Linked DNA regions of Mus musculus: region 2 is linked to region 1. The links are chromatin contacts, called in public ChIA-PET maps. All regions are on one chromosome and are shown on one strand. Each heading gives the region's core, a stretch centred on a gene start, on an enhancer-like site or on the middle of the called end of the contact. The rest is flanking DNA. Distances are from core to core; before and after follow the strand shown. Region 1 holds the start of Smpdl3a (sphingomyelin phosphodiesterase, acid-like 3A). Region 2 has its middle 47 kb from the start of Smpdl3a.

The links. ChIA-PET counts read pairs in DNA pulled down with a chosen protein or histone mark.
Region 2: an RNA polymerase II ChIA-PET map of neural stem cells shows a contact between it and region 1, with 3 times the contacts expected there. The contact joins the enhancer-like site here to the promoter of Smpdl3a in region 1. A contact is called at or near these places in 3 of 39 promoter capture datasets (liver, neural stem cells and neutrophils), 1 of 15 datasets of contacts at CTCF or cohesin (CD8 T cells), 17 of 484 Hi-C or Micro-C datasets (CD4 T cells, CD8 T cells, LSK cells and 10 more), 14 of 115 datasets of contacts at active chromatin or transcription factors (astrocytes, bone marrow-derived macrophages, embryonic forebrain and 9 more) and 5 of 9 other capture datasets (adipose tissue, bone marrow-derived macrophages, liver and 2 more).

What each region holds. Positions count from the first base shown.
Region 1 is chr10:57,793,179-57,798,199 of GRCm38.p6, forward strand. Smpdl3a (sphingomyelin phosphodiesterase, acid-like 3A) reads left to right here and starts at 1,366. Exons shown (of 8, transcript NM_020561.2): 1 at 1,366-1,606. The coding sequence starts at 1,504.
Region 2 is chr10:57,838,941-57,843,641 of GRCm38.p6, forward strand. No RefSeq gene overlaps it. Among named protein-coding and RNA genes, the nearest start is that of Smpdl3a, 47 kb to the left of the region's middle. Within about 2 kb of position 3,116, at least 4 of the 459 cell types and tissues checked have an H3K27ac peak or open chromatin away from gene starts, as enhancers often do. A contact at or near this core is called in neural progenitor cells and neural stem cells, where this site is marked.

The DNA.
Region 1 (5,021 bases), core at 116-2,615:
GGGAAGCATGCATGGTTCTTGAACTGCTCTGAATCACCCCAATGATGTAGCAAAACTTGGAGGAGTCTACCAGGATCTGAAAGGAAACTTAGTGTCCATTAAAAAAAATTTATTCACAAGATATAATGTCTAAATCATGCAGATATAAAACAAAGTTTTTTTCCTCTGATGGAAAATAAATATATTTGTAAAATATAATGGTAAAAGTACCTAAAGAAAATACAAAAATAATGTATCCTAAGCCAAATATGTGTGATCCTAGGCTAAGAACACAGATCCTGGTTTCTCTAAATGACTGTTTCAACATGGAATAGGTTACAGAAACTTACAGTTATAGAACAAAGAAAATAATAAATCAATACACTTACCAGATATGTTCCTATTACAAAGAATGTAAATCTAAGTAGGTAAACTATAAAGTTTCAATGTAGTATTCTTAATTCTATAGTTGGAGGATATTGAAAAACCATTTAAGCTTAGTGACAGAGATACTCTTTTAATCATGAAAATGGTATGCTAGATACACAAATTAAGGCATTTGAGTATTAAAGAGGCCATGGTATCCCAAGACAATGTGGGTGTCCACCTAAAACACCCATCTTCCCATAATAAGTACCTTGAACTCAGCTAAAGCATAGTATTTTGTCAGGACCTTTTAACACAGCACGGCTTCCTCAAGACGCCACAGCTCACATCTTTTATGAGGTCAGCATCTCTCAAAGGTTTGCTCTTCTCCAAAGACACCCTACGTTTTATAAATTAAAGTTGTTGGCTATATTATAAAGAGAGCGCATTCTCATAAATTCCTAGAGAGAGAACAAAGAATACATATTACACACAGTCTGTGGGTTTTGGTGTCTTTGCCAATACTTATAAAACTTTTGGAATAGAAAAATCAACAGTCTCTATTTGTATTTACCAGGTAGGTTGCATGAGGACGTGCTTAACTCAGTTGTGGAAAGGAAAACGTTCAGCCTGGTGAACCTGGGACATAGTTTGCCGACTCCACCTATCTATCACCTTGGAGTACTATGAAGCCACACATGGCCAGCCCAGCTAATCTGTTCATTTATCAGCGGTGGCCTGAGGCTTGGGAGTTTACATTTCTGTCATAAATCCCAGGTAGCGAAACCATTGAGGAAATCCAAACCCATTCTTGTACTCGTTTGTCTTAACTATGATTCAGGGTTCTCCTGCCTTTTCAAGTACCTCTGCTAAATGGCCCTGTCAGGTAGGCGCTCCTGGGGTTCAGGGAAGGAAACAATACGGGGTTGGAGCAAGAACATTGTTTCCCATTGACCTAAGAAATTAAGGAAGCATATTAAAATAAAGGAGTCCAGAAGGTCAGAAGAACTCGTGCTCAGGGGAATCTAATATTACACGTGATCTGCTTGCTGGGCGTCAACACAAGGAAAGGCTCTGGCTTCCTCTCCACCCCTAGGGCCTGCGGGTCTCAGCGGCGCCCAAGCTCCAGTCTAGCGTCCTGGGGCAGTGGCCTCCACCATGGCGTTGCTGGGCAACTTCCTTTGCTGCCTACTGGTTGCCTGGCTCTGCGGCCCGGGGCTCGGGGTGCCCCTGGCGCCGGCGGATCGCGCCCCAGCTGTGGGTGAGTGGACCGATCGGGACTGCACAGGACGGTGGAGGGGGTCGGCGAAGTCATGAAGGTGCCGGGTGCGTAGGCAGCGGGGCACAGGACGCCGCCACACTGGTCACTGTGGCCAAAGGCCAGACAGCAAGGTCACTGGGTCTGAGTCATGGTGGGGGCGCCCCGTGGGCGCCAGTATGGAGCCGAGCCGCCTGCTGGGCGTTTGTTTACATCCCGGGTCTGGGTGGTTTAGTTCCCAGGGGAGGAAAGTCTGAAGCTGTTGTCTGGTGGGAAATGCCGCTCAGAATTGGCTGTGGGCATTCCCGGAGTCACCTAGTCTGCCCAGAGCAGAGGAGGACCTACAGGGTCCCTACACCTGGATGTAGCTTCAGTCCTATTCTGTTCTGCTCAGTGACGTCGGAGCCTAATTCTGCCTCTTCAGGTCTCCGAGGCGTCTGGTCTCTTTCGTTCTTAACATAAAACCCCTGAGCCCTTCCGCAGCCCTTGGTGCACTTGGGGTCTTGCGTTTGTGGTGTGTTCTGTTTACCGGGAGCCTATTACTCTGTTTCTGCAATCTTGGCCTGCCCTGCCCTGCCCTGCCCCCTCAGTCTCCTTCCACCCAGCAGTAGCAGCTGCCAAACTTGGTGGGAAAAAAAAAAATCGGTAAGTTAAGCCCCACTCCAAAATTACTGGATCCAGACCGGTGGGAATGGATTCCTGGGCACAGTTTAACACTCTTCATCCCTCTCAAATTAGAAAATCCCCGTCCAGACTGAATGTTTAGTAAGACTGTAGGTTGCCTTCTGGGTTTTAAAACTTAAGGTGACGCTCCCCTCCCCCATCTCCCTAGCTCCGTTTAAAAATAATTGCTCTAGTTGGGGGGTTTGTTTTGATTTGCAGAGAGAGCTATCCTTGAGACTTTCACCTGTGCTCAGAACTGAAACTCTCCTGCTGTCTGCCTCCTCTCCATGCCTGCCTCTGATCTGCACAGGACTTCCCTGAATGGGGTCCAGGGAATCCCTTCTCCTTGCTTATGAGTGAAGTACACCTGACTTAGCTGTCAAGCTTTTGCAAGCCACAGCTGTATGTCCGGTTTGTCAACTCTGGCAAATAACACCTGTAACAGAAATAGCCCCCAGAATGTGTACATATGTGGCTGCCTCGTGTTTTTATATTGCTGGAATTGTGCTATTTTAAATTTGTGACTGCTCCGGATTTTGACCTGGAAATGTCTCAGGCTGCACCACAGGTAAATTCGCCTTTGGTTTTAATGAATTAATTGCTGAAAGAAGTCATAAAACTTTGCCCGTGATCATGTGACTCTCCTTCTGATACCTTCCTGTTTTGGTAGCGGGAGGGAGAGAGAATAACCAGACCTGTTGACTCTGGTTTCACATTGCATGGATTATTTTACCTGCTTTCCACTTGACTAGAAGGCCTCTCTCCCCCTGGCCCCTTTGCACTTCCCTCCACAACTTCCACCCAGCCTGGCCTCTGCTTGTTTCCTAACTGTGTTTAAGTTCCCAGTCTTAGTTTTCCCCCTTGCCAAGTCCATGTGACTAGAGGACCACCACCCTGGGTGTTTGGCTTCATTTTTAAAAGATTTAGTAGGCTGTCACCTGCTGGTGTACTTAGCACACAGCAACTGACTTTATAAACAGATCAACCAACGCCCACTTAAACGACTACATACAATTGTCCATATAATTATGGTTCATTGGGTTTGCTGGGACAAATTATTAAGCATTCTTTGACTGAATTTTTTTTTCTGAAAATTTTGAGTATCTCTTTAAATAAATTTGAGCACTTATGTAGACTGTGTAACACACATATCTTGAAAAAATATTTGAAAAGTTTATCTGGGGGATAAGAAAGAAATTTTGGTAAAGGACTTTGGGCATTTTTGGCCAAAAAATTTAGATTTGAGTGTGCTATGGACTGTGTCACAGGCTGGATTGGTGACCTTACAAACTCGCGCACACACACAGGCACAGACACATATATACAGACACACACAGAGACACACACACACAACCACATTTTATGTACAATATCATTGGCGTTAGGATGTAAAACCTCCAGATGTTCTGACTCATTTCAAGCCATCCTTTAGTGAATCTAATTACCCCCTCATTTGTCTATCCAGCAATGTGATGTGGTAGAAATAGCACCTTGGCATCTGGAGAAACAGGTTCTAGCTCAGCTTTTATTGCCTGGTCACATGATCTGGAGGGAATCCTGAAATTTGCCTTTGCCTCAATGCCATGAATTGTAAAATTAAAGAATCTTTGTTAAGGGCCCACTCCATCAGACTCATTCCTGTTCTTGGAGCTCTGTGAACCAGGTACTGCATTATGTCATAGGGATGTGCTCAAAATCCATTGCAAGATTTGGATTATGAAAAATTTAATCCATTCATGATCTCATTTACTTTAATCCTCAATGTACCTTTTGTGTAGATATCATTATCTACTTTGGTACAAGGCAGCTTATTTGACTAAGTATATGAGAGGCATTGTACAGTGATTAAAGGCAACATGTCTCCCGAAGTGTGGCCCCTGAACCAGTGTCAGCCCTTTACTTTATGACAGATGACCTGGGTTTAATCTCTGCGTGTTCCACTTTCCTGTCTGTTTTGCTGGGTGATAATGATGAAAAGCTTATAAAATAGTACTAAACATATCATAAGTGCTGGATGAAATTGAATATTTTACATGCAAAAGGGAAAGTTCAATGTCAGGATGTAGGTTTTATAAATGGTAGTAAAACTAACACATAGCTAGTTCAGTGTCACATGCTCTTTGAGGGCTTAAAGGATCTTTTAATGGCATCTTAAAGGCTGCCATTACTATTCCCATATGACAGATGAAACAGGCCAAGATCTTACAGACTAATAACTGGGTGCTAATCTCTTATGTTGGAAGTCTGGCTGTCTGATTCTGACACCAATCTGTTTTCTGTGTAGTTACTGTTTGTTGACAGTCTAAAAATAATATAAGCACTGGTTGACACAAAACTGAGATGCAGTCTATACGCCCTGCGGACGGGCAAACTGCATGAAAATTCCAATCTAACTGCTTTCTCTGCTTTTGGTGCTAGATAGAGTGGATCTGAACTCCAAGTTTAGGGCTTTTTCTGCTTTGTAAAATGAAAGAAATTACCCTTTGCTGATATTTTCAAATAGTGCTTAAGTACTGAGTAGTTGACCACATATACAATTTTACATCAATTTTCATCTGGATTTCACGTCGTCAATGTTTTACATGTCAACTCTTGTTATAAAATTATGCTGGTGCTGGCAAAAAATGACCACCAAAAATGCTAACTTATTGTTGATACTTAGCAAGTTCACTGTAGTTTTAATTTCATTTCTGAGGCTGTAATCAAATGGCTGCCCCATTATTGCTGGTGAGAGACCAAATCTTTTGCGTTCAGA
Region 2 (4,701 bases), core at 1,866-4,365, 48 kb after region 1:
TGATACGTGTTTTCCAATTTTCCATTATTATATTATATTCTTTTCTTCAATCATTTTTATGAAATTCTCTTAAAACCTATTATAAGAATTTCACAGATTTATTTGTGTGAGTGTTTAGTTTTTAATGTTCCTTGTCATGGAAAACATTTTAAATAAGTGTGAATGTTTTTCTCTTGTTACTACATTTTCTATTAAAACCAAGTGGTAAGGGAGGAAAGAAATCTTTTCTTTTACTATAGTTTCAGCTACCCAGTGTGGAACCCTTTTGGGTGTCTTTGTGGAGAGAACCTCAGCTGAGAAATTGACTTCATTAGATTGGGCTGTGGTGTGTCTTTGGAGTTTTTGTTGTTTGTTTGCTTGCTTTTGTGTTTTGTTTTGATTTTAGCTAGTTGATAGAGAAGGAACCAGCCCCCTGTGGGCATCACCATCCCTAGGCAGGTAGGCCTGGTCTGTTTAAGAAAAAACAGCTGAATGTGAGTCTGGGAGCAAGCTAATAAGTGACATCACTCTTTTGGTTTTGTTTCGTTATTGCCTTGAGTTCCTGCCCTGGCTTCCCTCAGTGATAAACTATAATCTAAAAAACAAATTGATTTTGATCACAGTTTGTTACAGCAAAAGAGGTAAAACTAGAACAGTATATCATAGGCAAATAATGACTCATTGACTCCAAAAGGTGCCCTGAAGGAATACTGGACTTTTGACAAAAGCCAAGAGAGAGTAAAGGTTGTTTTTTTGTTATTGTTGTTGTTGTTTATTTGGCTTTTAAAATATCAGTTGTCTAGATTTCAGCCTGTGGAGTCTAGTCATTCAAAAGTGTTAAGTTTTCAAAATATTGATTATAGAGAGAAAATACTTACATGCACTTCCATTTATTTTATGACAAAGTAAAAATTTAAGGTTTGTTTTTTAACTATTTTTTGTCAGTTTTATGTTCAGTCTCATCTAAGGCTCTATAACAACCCAGAAAAATCTTTTCTATTCTATCATATTGAGTGTATGCCAGAATTTGTGTGTTGCAGTTAGGTAAATTTAGGGGAGTCACTTTCTGTGTCAACCTAACATGTGGGAGGGTATAGGAACACAACAGTAAGAGCCATGGTTAGGCTCCAATTAGAAAAGACTTCTTCACAAGGGAACAGCAGAACACATTTACTTAATTAAAATTTTCAGAAGCCTTCATAAATAAAAACCCTGGGAATGCTGCCTGTTCTTACTCTTAGTCCAGTGAAACATGGACAAAAGAGAAGAAATGTGATTGAATGGAGAGGGTCATGGCATAGGGTAAGAGTGAGGGGAAATCAGGACTGTCTGCTTAGACAATTCTTGACCACTCTGTACAGTATTCTCTATCTGGTGATTGTGGACAGGACCTCTTGGGATGGATGTAGTAGAAGAGACAGGGAGAGGGGCTGAGTCTAAATTTCATAGCTTACTTTAGGGGAAAGAACACTAGCTCTGATCACCTGAGGAAATGGAATTTTGGTTTTTCTGATTCACCATGGAGAACAAAGAGGAGAACAAACCCTATAGTTTAGCTAAAAGTTGCACATCTTCACAATATTCATATGAGATCTGCCCCCACCATCCTTACTAAAGCTTCTGTACCAAGCAGAGAATTATTTAAATAATTCCTAAATCCAATCCAGAACGCATAACAATGTACATATTCCTAGGACATGTACCTCTTCCTTGAATAATTGTAGATTTAGAATTGAGAAACTGGCTTTGTTGTTCCTTTCTAAATAGGGTGGAGGAAGCACCTTCAAAGTTCATTTTCTAGTGCTTTAAAAAATTGTCCAAGATTGGGTAATTCATAAAGATAAGGTCCTTTGTTTTGTTTTGTTTTGTTTTGTTTTGTTTTGTTTTGTATTTTGGGTCATTAGTCTCAAACTTGAAGTGCAAGGATAGGTAGTCTTATCTGATTGGTGGATACTCACTGTATTGGCTGTTTTTTTGTGTCAACTGGACACAAGCTAGAGTCATCATAAAGAAAACACTTCCATGGCTTCCATGAGATTCAGCTGTAAGAAGGCATTTTCTTAATTAGTGATCAATGGGAAATACTTAGCCCACTGTGAGTAGTGTCATCCCTGGGCTGGTGGTGGTCCTAGGTGCTATAAAAAAGCAGGATGAGCAAGCCATGTGAAGCAAACCAGTAAGCTGCCTCCAGGATCCTCCCCATTTGAGTTCCTGTCCTGACTTCCTGATAAATGTCCATGTGTGAACCAAATCCTTTCCTCCCCAACCTGCTTTTTGGTCATAGTGTTTTGTTGCAGCAATTGAAGCCCTAATTAAGACAAGTTGGCCGGGCGTGGTGGTGCACGCCTTTAATCCCAGCACTCCGGAGGCAGAGGCAGGCGGATTTCTGAGTTCAAGGCCAGCCTGGTCTTACAGAGTGAGTTCCAGGACAGCCAGGGCTACACAGAGAAACCCTGTCTCGAACAACAACAACAAAAAAGACAAGTTGGTATTAACATAAGGGGTTTTGGGTTGTGATTGGGGTTGGGGTAGAGGTAGGGTTTGGGCTTGAAATGCCTATGGGTACAGGGGAATGGGGCTGGGAATGGCAAAACAGCTGAAATTGAGCAAGGAGGATCTGCTGGCTGTCTCAATAGAAATACTGGGAGCACGGAGAGGCTTGCTAATATGATACAATAACCAGAAGAACCTTGTAAGAAGAACCTTGTTGTTGCTTGGCTGACAGAGTCAGTAGAAAGTGTGGGTCCTAGCTCTGATCTGATATCTGAGGCTAAAGATGTTTTAAAATAACTGGGTTTTGAGAATGCTTCACCTGTCAGCCCCTACTGAGGCCAGCAGCAGGTCAGGAGCTATTTCTGAATTTAGTAAGACAAATGATGAGATATGTTCCATATGTTCAGGGTATAGCTATTGCAGTGTCCTTCCAAGGGCAGGTCACCACGCTACCTAACATTGTAATAATTATAACTGACAAGGTGTGAACTTCTTTTAAATCCATCCCTGCCAAACCGTTCAAAAAAAAAAATCATCAATAAAATTTAAAAGGTATTTATTGTGTTTCTCATCTTTAAGTATTTAAAATCTGGAGCTTCATGTACGTTTGTCTCCCTCTGCTGTTCAACTGGGAACACTGCAGTTCACTTCTGGATGGTCCTGCCTTTGGAGACCAGCTGAGTTTGTCAAGCTCTCGGGTGGTAGAGCAGGTCTAGCTGTCCTGGGTTCTGTTTACACCTGGAGGATACAGGGAAATGAGCATGGGAAGGCTCATAGGTCAGAGATGCCCAGATCTGCCAGCTATGCCTGAAAGAAGGCTTTAGAAGGTTAATTGCTGGTTTTGGGGCTCTCAAATCCCAGCCGTGAAGGCTGTTCTACAGGCAATCGCACCCCAGGGTCTTTGGTCCTTCTTTAGGCTCAGGGCACCCCAACCCTGTTGTGTCTTGGGGAGGGAGCTTCTCAGTAGTTCTCTGCAAACTTCTTAGATCCCGTCAGCATTTAATTTACGCACTGCTGCAGCTTTAGAGTGCAGCCTTGACTGTTTTTTTGGGGGGGGAGGGGGGTGGAGGGAGGTGGAGTGGACTTTTATCTCTGGTTAGTTGGGTTCTAAGAGAGACATTGGTGTTGCAGTAATTTGTAACCCCAATAAACCCATATAAAAACACAGTTTCAAGTTATTATATCTATAAGCTCTATGCCTAGATTGGGCAGCTCTATCGCTATACCAACTTATTCCCCAGCTATGAGACCCTTGCTACTTACAGTCTCTCCCTGTCACATGGCTATGCACCATCTTCTCTTCCTCCTCCTCTTCTGTCCTCTCCTCCCTTCTTCTCTCTCTTCTTAGCTCCCCTAATTCTCCAAGACCTTTCATCCCACCTTTTCCTTTCACTGCCCAAGCACAGGCTCTAGACTTTGAGTGGTTAATATGGGCAGTAGGTTCACATGATAGAACCTGAGTGCTGATCAGCTGCTGGATGGAGGGAAGCCCTTCTTGAGGCAAGCAGGATTAACATCAGAATACAAATAGCATCAGGGCAGCCCACATCAGTAAGGGTTAAGGTGTTGGGGTTGTGGTAGTGGTGGCAGAAGTGTAAGGCGTAGGATAAATTTCTGGGAAGAGGTTGGGGTAAGTATAACGGTAGGTTTAAGGGTAAGTTTAAATGTAAATAAGAGTAGGAGTAAGGGTAATGCAAAGATATGATTTTTTTAAGGGTAAGGATAAGGGTTATGTTAGAATTAGGGTTAGGGTTAGTATGAGATAGGGTTAGGGTGAGAATTATGGTTATGCTAAGGGGAAGGGGAAGGAGAGAGAAAGCAAAAGAAGTATAAGTGTAAGGATAGAAGTAGTGATGGAGTTACGTTGAGAAGTAGAGTCAGGTGTAGGAGAAAGGGAAGGTTTAGGGGTAGGTATAGGATTAGGATTATATAGGCATTGAATTTAGGTTTTGATTAGGATTGGGAGTTAGGGTAATGGTTAGGGTATTTTTAGATAGAAATATATGGATAGATGTATGGTATGTATGTAGGTTTAGGTGTAAGGTGTAAGGTCAGGAGTAGGGATAGAGTTTAGTGTAAGTGTAGGTGTAAGGGTAGCTGTATGGGTAGGGGATAGGTAGTTGTATGGGTAGGTTTATAAGTTGGGGTTAGGTTTGGTTTGGAGGTAGGTGTGGGGTTTGGGTTTGGGTTTGAGGATGGGATTGGTATACATGTAGTGGTAGTTGTTGT